Regions from separate parts of the Rattus norvegicus genome. Here region 2 is linked to region 1. A link is a contact called in public Hi-C data. All regions are on one chromosome and are shown on one strand. The core of a region is the stretch at or near the end of the contact, and the rest is flanking DNA. Distances in the headings are between cores, read along the strand shown. Region 1 holds the start of Itm2b (integral membrane protein 2B). Region 2 has its middle 40 kb from the start of Med4.

What was found. Hi-C and Micro-C count contacts between places; a contact is called where the count stands out from the background.
Region 2: a contact with region 1 is called in a Hi-C map of Schwann cells, with 2.6 times the contacts expected there. The contact joins the enhancer-like site here to the promoter of Itm2b in region 1. A contact is called at or near these places in 9 of 12 Hi-C or Micro-C datasets (the A7r5 cell line, the Rat2 cell line, Schwann cells and 5 more) and 1 of 1 datasets of contacts at active chromatin or transcription factors (oligodendrocytes).

What each region holds. Positions count from the first base shown.
Region 1 is chr15:54,976,196-54,980,335 of GRCr8, reverse strand. Itm2b (integral membrane protein 2B) reads left to right here and starts at 1,881. Exons shown (of 6, transcript NM_001006963.1): 1 at 1,881-2,159. The coding sequence starts at 2,043. It also overlaps the pseudogene Tyw5-ps1.
Region 2 is chr15:55,064,485-55,068,624 of GRCr8, reverse strand. It overlaps the pseudogene Tyw5-ps1. Among named protein-coding and RNA genes, the nearest start is that of Med4, 40 kb to the left of the region's middle. Within about 2 kb of position 2,309, at least 40 of the 93 cell types and tissues checked have an H3K27ac peak or open chromatin away from gene starts, as enhancers often do. A contact at or near this core is called in Schwann cells, where this site is marked.

The DNA of each region.
Region 1 (4,140 bases), core at 632-3,131:
AGTCCTACTAAATTCCAAAATCAAAAATAAAGATATGGGACTGGAGAGACAGCTCAGTGGTTAAAAGCGTTTGTTGTTCTTCCAGAAGACCTAGGTTTGGTTCTCAGCAACCACCTGACAGCTCCCAACCATTTGTAATTCGAGTTCTGGAGGATTTGACTCATTTTTCTGACTTCCTTAGGCACAGGTACACAACACAGGTAGGCAAAAAAAAATCCATAGGCATACAAAAACTTTAAAAATAAAAAAGAAATAAAGATTAAGATATTCCAAGCAACTCTTCATTTTGTCTTACCGGTTTCGCTTCCAGAAACCTGTGGTCTTCAATTATAACATTTTGGGAAATCTCCATTTAAAAAATTTTTGTTGTTTTGCTTTGAGACAGGGTCTTACTATGCACCCTTGGTTGACCTCCAAGTCGATATGTAGACCAGGTTGGCCTCAAAGTTGCTATGTAGACCAGGTTGACCTCAAACTCACAGAGATCTGCCTGCCTCTGCTTTTACAGTGCTGGAATTAAAGGTATTCAACATCGTGCCCAGATACATACCATTCATCAAAAGCCGGTTGGCTGGTGAACACCGCAGGATTGCTGTATGGACAAGTGACTCCGGTTGAAGGAATCTAAATAAGCCTCGGCAGGTCATACAGACGGTTACTACAAAAATGGTCGGAACTGGAACGCACCTCTTCCCAGGCTTAATTTTGATTAGAATCTCAAAATACTAAAGAAAACTGAAGATCTAGACTGGATTTCTTTCTCAGCCTAGGTTATTCTCAAGAACGATTTCTCAGGGATCTGTGATCCAGAATTCCATGGAGAATTTAAAATAGTTCCCTCCTTCAACAAAGCCAGGGGCTCAAAAACCCTCAAAAATCCAGGGGCTCAACTTCTTCAAGGTTGGCCTAAGCCAGAGCTGACACAGCAGGAATCTTCTGGCCAATAGACACTACTGTAGGTGAACAAGGAGAAGATGTGGAGAAGACTACAGGATCCATCATTCGACCAAAGGACATGGCCATCTTCGGACATGGCTGTAAGCCCAGTAAGAGTGTGTGGGCCAGTGTCTTCTGTCAGTCAGAAGCAAAACCTCTTCAAAAAAGGAGCATTTTTTAATTTGAAGAAAAATAAGAACTTGTCCTAAGTACATTGTCACAAATCACAGATTGGTCTAGGGCACATATGGTTTTTTTGGCTTGTTTTTACAAATGAACTCAGCTGGTACATTCTGTTTTACCAGTGTAGGATTTTAGGGATACAAATGGATGAAGAGGGTTCCTGGTCATTGGATTGAGACTAGGCCAGGCAGGCACTGACCTCTGAGGGAGGAAGAAAAGACCAGCTTAGTCAACCAGGCAACACCTTAGGGTGAGGTCTGTGGGAGATAAGTCAGATCACCAGGACACAACGCTTCAAAAATTCCAATGCTCTATTGAGTCGCTTGCTAATAAATGATTAAACAGAGCTTTTGGGTATGTTTGTTTGTTTTTCTCACACAAAGATTCCACGGCCTTTGGGCTCCCAATTAAAGAGAATTTGGAGCTATCAGAAGTTAACTTATCCTGTGTAGCCAACCGACAGAGTTCACCTCATTTTCTTATCAACCTGCAACACTGGGCCCCAGAGGAGAACTAGTTGGAAGCAAACTCAAAACCGGAAAATCCAGGCAGCCCAGAGGGGCAACAAGTCCCAGCTCAGCCAGGCGCGCCCTCCACAAAGCCTGGCTAGATTCCCACTGTGTATGAGCAGGGTGGGGGGAATTAGAGAGGGTCTGGCGTTGAGCCAGGCCCCGCCCCGCGCAAGGCCCCGCCCACAGAACACGCCCCTCCGGGCCCCGCCCCGCGCCCGCGCCCCAGCTGCGAGGCCGGAAACCGCGCTGCACTGAGCCGCTGCTGCTGTCGCGCAGTTCGCTCCTCCGCTGCAGAGTCGTGCCCTGAGCTCGGCCGACGAGGCTGCACCCGCAGCCGGGATCCTGCCACCCGCGACCCCAGCCTTCGCCGCCGCCGCCGCCGCCGCCGCCTAGGGCGCCCCAGGCCGCACCATGGTGAAGGTGACGTTCAACTCGGCGCTGGCCCAAAAGGAGGCCAAGAAGGACGAGCCCAAGAGCAGCGAGGAGGCGCTCATCGCCCCTCCGGATGCCGTGGCGGTGGATTGCAAGGTCCTGGCTCGGGTCGTGGGCGGGGTCCCCGCGGCGGGGATGGGTGCCCGGACGGTCCTCCGCTCCTGGGTACCGTGGTGTGTGTGTGCAGCGGGCGGGGCGGGGTCCTGGCCCTGGCGACCCCCGAGGGGACAGTTGCACAGGTGTACGAGCTCCCGCGGCTTTGCACTTGGCTCGGTCGCCTGGGAACCTGCAGCGACAGGCACTGCCACTACCGAGTTTGGCACTTTTCTTCCAGTATAAATACTGTGCCTAAAATGGCTGACATCATAACAAGCCTAAACCTCTGTTGTTTCCTACTTTCGTTTCTAGGCTGAACAGCACTTGGACTAAGTCCAGCAACTGTAAGCATCTTAATTTTTTTAAAAGCCCCTTTTTTTTACAAACTCCCTTGCCTACAAAAGGCCTTCGGTGTTGGCAGGTGAACACCTTGGGGTCTGGAGAAAGAAGACAACAGTATACTGGGAGTAGTTTCTGGCTGGTGATTTTATTATTGTAACAGATATTCCAGGTGAAAGTAATTGCTATTGTGGCTGTTCCCTTGTAACCTAACAGTTGACTTTTAAATGTTACCAGCTTCTTTGTGGGGACTTCTGGATTAAGTGAAACTGGAACCTGAACGTAGGAATTTGCTCCCATTCCCACAAAATTCACCCTCATTTTACCACATTCCCCGTTAACACTGAGTGAAGCTGTTACTGGATTCAGTTTTTAAAAGTGACTTACAGTAATATTCTTTTAAATATAAATAAAATTGTTTCCTAAGTTTTCCTTCTGCCTCGTCTTTAGGCTGTTGACATTTGATACCTATAGATATTAACAGAGGGTGCTGCTTCATTTTTTCACGAACACTTCTTAATACCTATTGTCACTTGGGTAATTTTAGTTTTGACTTAAAATCAGTCGTTTGTGTCCATGGTACAAGTAGTAAGGGGTGTTTTAGCTTTTTTTTAATTTTTTTTTAATGATCTACTTAAAATTACTGTTAAGAAACAGGCCACTATTGCTTTATACATTTTTTGAGACTATAATAGCAATCTGGGCTGTTTGTACATGTTTTCTGGAAATGTTCCAGCTAAAAGCAAACATCAGGTTGATTTTTAAATGACTGTCTTCCCTTGAGATAAGAAGAGTGAACTGATCTCCTAAAAGAATTAAAGGTTCTGGTTTTAGTATTGTTTTCCTGAACAAACACTGTACAAACACTGGTGGTCCTGAAAAAGTATTTAGCATTCACAGGTGAAAATTGTAGCGAATTATCGCTCGGATCTCTTTGTCAGATGCACATTTTAATCTAGAGTAGACCTGTAGTCAGGTACCCAGTCGTAACTCCATGTCGGCATTCTTGTCTGTGGAGACTGCTGAGTCCCATCAAGCTCAGATAGGCCTTGAACTCTGACCTGCCTTCATTTTCTTCCCAAGTACTGGGATTACAGGTGTGCGTAGCTATGACCAGCTTCAAATATACATTCTCTATGGTGTTTTATAGGTACATGATCTTTGCATTCTAAAACTATAACTCCTCCCACTCCAAGAAAGTATCAATGATGTCATTTCTCTGTTGTTTTTTTTTTTTATTCCACTGTTGTAAAGGTTTGAAACTCTTAGATAAACATCAGAATTCACTTTGCCAAGAAGCTTTGAATCAGTCTTGCCATTTATGAAGTAGTGGTCTTAATTTCAAGCTCTTAGGATTTCTCATATGCTCACAATAATTTTTATTTCAAAGTAACTGTTTATAACTGTATACTTTGCTTTTATTTCTTAATTTCTCTGATTTCTCTATCCAAAGGAAGAGAAGTGAGGGCTTATGTTCTATAGCCACACTGAAGTCACAGCCAAATTGATTAGTACCAAAAAATAAATAAATAAAAATAAAAAAACAAAACAAAAACCCTCAAACTAATTCTTTTTCCAGCTCTAAGCTGGAAGTCTCTTCTCAGTGGGGAACAATATCTCTACAATGGGAGTAGGAAGAATA
Region 2 (4,140 bases), core at 1,060-3,559, 88 kb before region 1:
CTGGAAAGCTGTGTGCACTGTGCCTACAACCTGTGAAAAGCAGCAACACAGAGACAGGAGCTGTGTGCTTGTGGCCTCTTTAAACTGATCAGGTAATCCGAAATACAGTTTTGAGGATAGCAGTTCACGCAACTTCCACACAGGCATCCTGGAGCCTCAGCTTGGAAGGGCGATTCTCAGGCTTTCATTTTTGATTCTTCTGCTATCTCCACACCCACTTCCTGAGTTAAGCCTCTCCCAGTTGTCCCCGCCCACCGCCCTCCTTTGTTCTTTGGTCTCTTACACCCACACACTGGTAATTGGGCTGGGAACATCTGTCTTCCCAGCAGCTCCTCCCTCCCAGCCTTGCATAGCATATGCGTACAACAAGGCTGAGTTATGGTAGAGCAGTAGAGGCCTGCCTGTCTCAATTAATGTCTGCATCATTTTTAAGCTTGCGTGAGAAGGTTTCCATGGCTAACACTTTTCAAAAGAGGTTAGCCCCCAACCATAAACTTATTTCCGTTGCTACTTCGTAACAGTAATTTTGCTACTGTTATGAATCAGAATGTAGATATGTGTTTGCTGACAGTCTTAGGTAACCTTGTGAAAGGGTCATTCTAACCCCCAAAGGGGTCCAACCCACAAGCTGAGAAAACTGTCATAAAGTGTAATTAATTTTTTTGAGGATCGTAGATTTCACTGTGAAACATCAGGAATGGCACTTGGCAGATAGAAGGAAAAGAAGAATAACTAACCAAGGAGAATGAGAGGACTGGTTTGTGTGGTCCGAAACCCACACTGCTGTGAAGAAATCACCTGCTTTGCTTCAGGTCCTGCCCTTAACAATGAAATATCTGACCGTAACATCTGACAAGCCAGGAAGGCTGTTCACCCTGCAAGGTGGCCGTTGAGCATCCCTGCAAGGAGCAAATCCCTGTTAAGGGAACGGCCCAAGGCCTCCATCTGGCTAAGGATATTTGACTTTTTAATGACAAGTGCCAAGGGCAGCCAATCATCCCAGGTGTCAAGCAGGGGCCCTGGCTTGATTAAACTCTCCCAACTTCAGAGGCTGTCTCTGGCTTAGAACAAACGGTCAAGGGAAACGGCTTTTAGCAGAGTTCTCACAAAGCAAGGATGAAAAGGAATATTCCAAAGTGGAAACAGTGACCTTTCTGGCATTATTCCCAAAAGGAAAAGCCAAAGGCGCAACCTCAGGAAGGCACGTGCTGAGCACCCACAGGAACCCTGACTTCCAGGGAACGCTGCATCCTGCCCCTCAGCCTCAGCGCACAGCCTGAGCATCTGTTTTGATCATGTTCCGTGCAACTGATCAGCCTGAGAGCTGCAGAGCAACACTGACGGGGAGACTGAAGAGCCTGGCTACGGACGCCATCTGAATGTTAAAGCACAAAGCAGAAGGGAACCATACCAGGAACATCAAACAAATCTCACATCAGGACGGGGAGATGCTCAGTGGATAAAGGTGCTTGTCGGCAAGTCTGACAAGCCGAATTTGAGCCCCTGGACCTGCATGGTAGAAGGAGAGACACCCCTCACACCCACATGCTTACACGGGCTCACATGCGAGCGCACACACATTCTTGCATGCACCCATGCGTACACACATGAGCACACACACTAATAACTAAAATGGAATTAAAAAAAAAAAAGGAAACAAAAACTCCTAATCCTTTTGAAAAACAAAATGGGCCTGAAACACACAGCATAGCCATAGACAAAACTCATCATTAACGAAGGGCACGCAGACACATGATAAAGATCTTTTCCCATAATGAAACAATATGATAAATTTCAGAATCTGAATCTGCATAATGCATTACACAAGAACCCAGGACAAAAGAGGCCTTCATGCAGGAGTGGGCCTTCTAGTGCTGTGCCTCTCTGTGTCATTCAAGGGTATGACTGAGTCAGCTTCGCTGTGTGTAGATGTCTGTGTCCAAAGGTAGGCATGCATAGCCAAGTCCACGTTCAGGTAGGGAACTTGCCTACAAAGGGAATTTAGGAGACTCGGTGCAGACATAGATTTTTACCACCAGAGGGTATTCTCCCCTCTCCTGACTTGCAGGCAAGTCTGTGTAACCAAGACTAGCCTCGAATCAGTCCTAGTTAAAAAGCCCAGACCAGACCTCAGCAAGACAGGCTCTCATTATATCCAGTTTTCTTCTTGCCCTTCTATTTTAGAGTGTTGTTTTCTTTTGGTTGAAACACACTGGCAGCAAGCCAACCTACACAAACTGTGGGAAACAGATCCCACCTCCCACCCCCGCCCTGCTGATTAAATCAAGAGGATGATCTCTGAAGAAGTTGGTCGGTGTGGCTAGCTAGCTATGAGACCATTGAAGAAGTTGGGCTGGGTAGCCTGCTATTTCTGACCATCTCCAGGGGGACAAGGGTTTCAATCGACTGAGAACTTAGCAGGTCAGAGAGAAAGAACAGAAGGGATTCCAGAACCAGGGAAGCTGTCTGCTTGAATTCTGATGGAAAGTGATTTACAACTGAAAAGGGTTGGTGCCTCAGGAGAAACCAGAAAAGTCTAGAAGTTACCAGTGAGATTCGGACAGCTTCTAGAGTCAGCCAGGGAGACAGTCCCAGCCCATTAATATACCAAGTTTAGAAAGCCAAGCCCTGGAAGGTGCCCTGGGGAGATTCCCTAGGGAGCTGGCTTGAATTGGCCAAATGCTTTCTCTTGAAAAAAGGAGACTTTGTTCCAGGAGAAAGCAGTGAAGTTGAAAAATTTGGGATATTAGGTCACTTGCCCAACAAATGCAGACTTCAAGTCAATGAGTAGTTTTTTCTTTCTCTCTCTCTTTCTTTCTTTCTTTCTCTCTTTCTTTTTAAAAATGTATTTGTTTATATTTATTTATTTATTGCAGAGTAAACCAGGGGCTCTGTGTATACCAGGCAAACACTCGACCCTAAGTTACATCTTTTTAATATTTTTTAACGTTGAAACTGTCTCGCTAAGTCACACAAGACTCTGCCGTTCCTGCCTGGGTCTCCTGAGTCTCTGGAATTATAGGCCCGCACCGCAGCCCTGGCATCTGAATGAGTGTAGGTAGGAGAGTACCACGGTGCACACATCGGCGGTCAGAAGACAACTTCCTCCTGGGTCAGTGTGTATTCACCTTTCACCTTGTTTGAGACAGGAACTCTCCACCTTCCAGGGACTCCTCTGCTTCTACCTCCCATTTTCCTGTTGGAACACTGGAATTTCAATTGCTCCTACTACCTGTCTGACCTTTAACATGGGTGCTGGGGATTTGAACTTGGGTCCCCAGGCTTGCATAGTGAACATTTCTACCCACTCAGCATCTCCTTAGGACCAGATATTGGGGGTGGGGGTTATTGTTGTTTTAAATCCACTTATACTACATTTTATTTATTTATTTTTAACTTTATGAGCATGGGTACTTTGCTTACATATATGTCTGTGCAGTATGTGTGTTTGGGTTCCCTGGAACTGGCGTTATAGACAGTTGTGTGGCACACTGTGGGTTCTAGGAATTGAACTTGGGTCCTCTGGAAGCAAAACTGTTAACAACACTATCTAGTGTCATTCCAGCCCTCAGGAGGCTAAGGATGAAGAACCTTAGATTGGAGCCTACCTGGGCTACTTAGTGAGATCCTGTCTCAAAAACACAACAGCCCAAATTAAAAGAAAACAAACAAACAAACAAAAGAACCCTAATTATAATAATTTCAAAAAGAGCTGGAAAGTCATTGTCCTTCTAAGCTTGCCTTTCTGGGTTTACTCTACAATTTTGCCAGATGATGTTAAAATTCATTGCAAATGTCCAACATAGCTCTCTTTGTTTTCTACAAAAAGCTTCTGGGTCAGTGTGTGCTCTTCAAGTCAAGAGAACCACAGACTGTTGAATTATTCTGTTGACATCTGTTGTGATTGTCCAGAGAAAGCCACTTTATTGCTGCACGAAATCCAACAGCACATTAAAGGAATGACAGGCAAGAACAGCAACAAACCTCTGGGTCACCACCTCCCAGTCATTGGGTACAAAGTCCCAGGTTTCATATGGAGAAGTCATTTTACTTTGTCCCTATTCACCTCCTTGTTCTCACCCACGCCCTCCCTCCTGCCGACCTGGAGACTTCGTTTTTTAAGCGACTTTAATTAGCAGG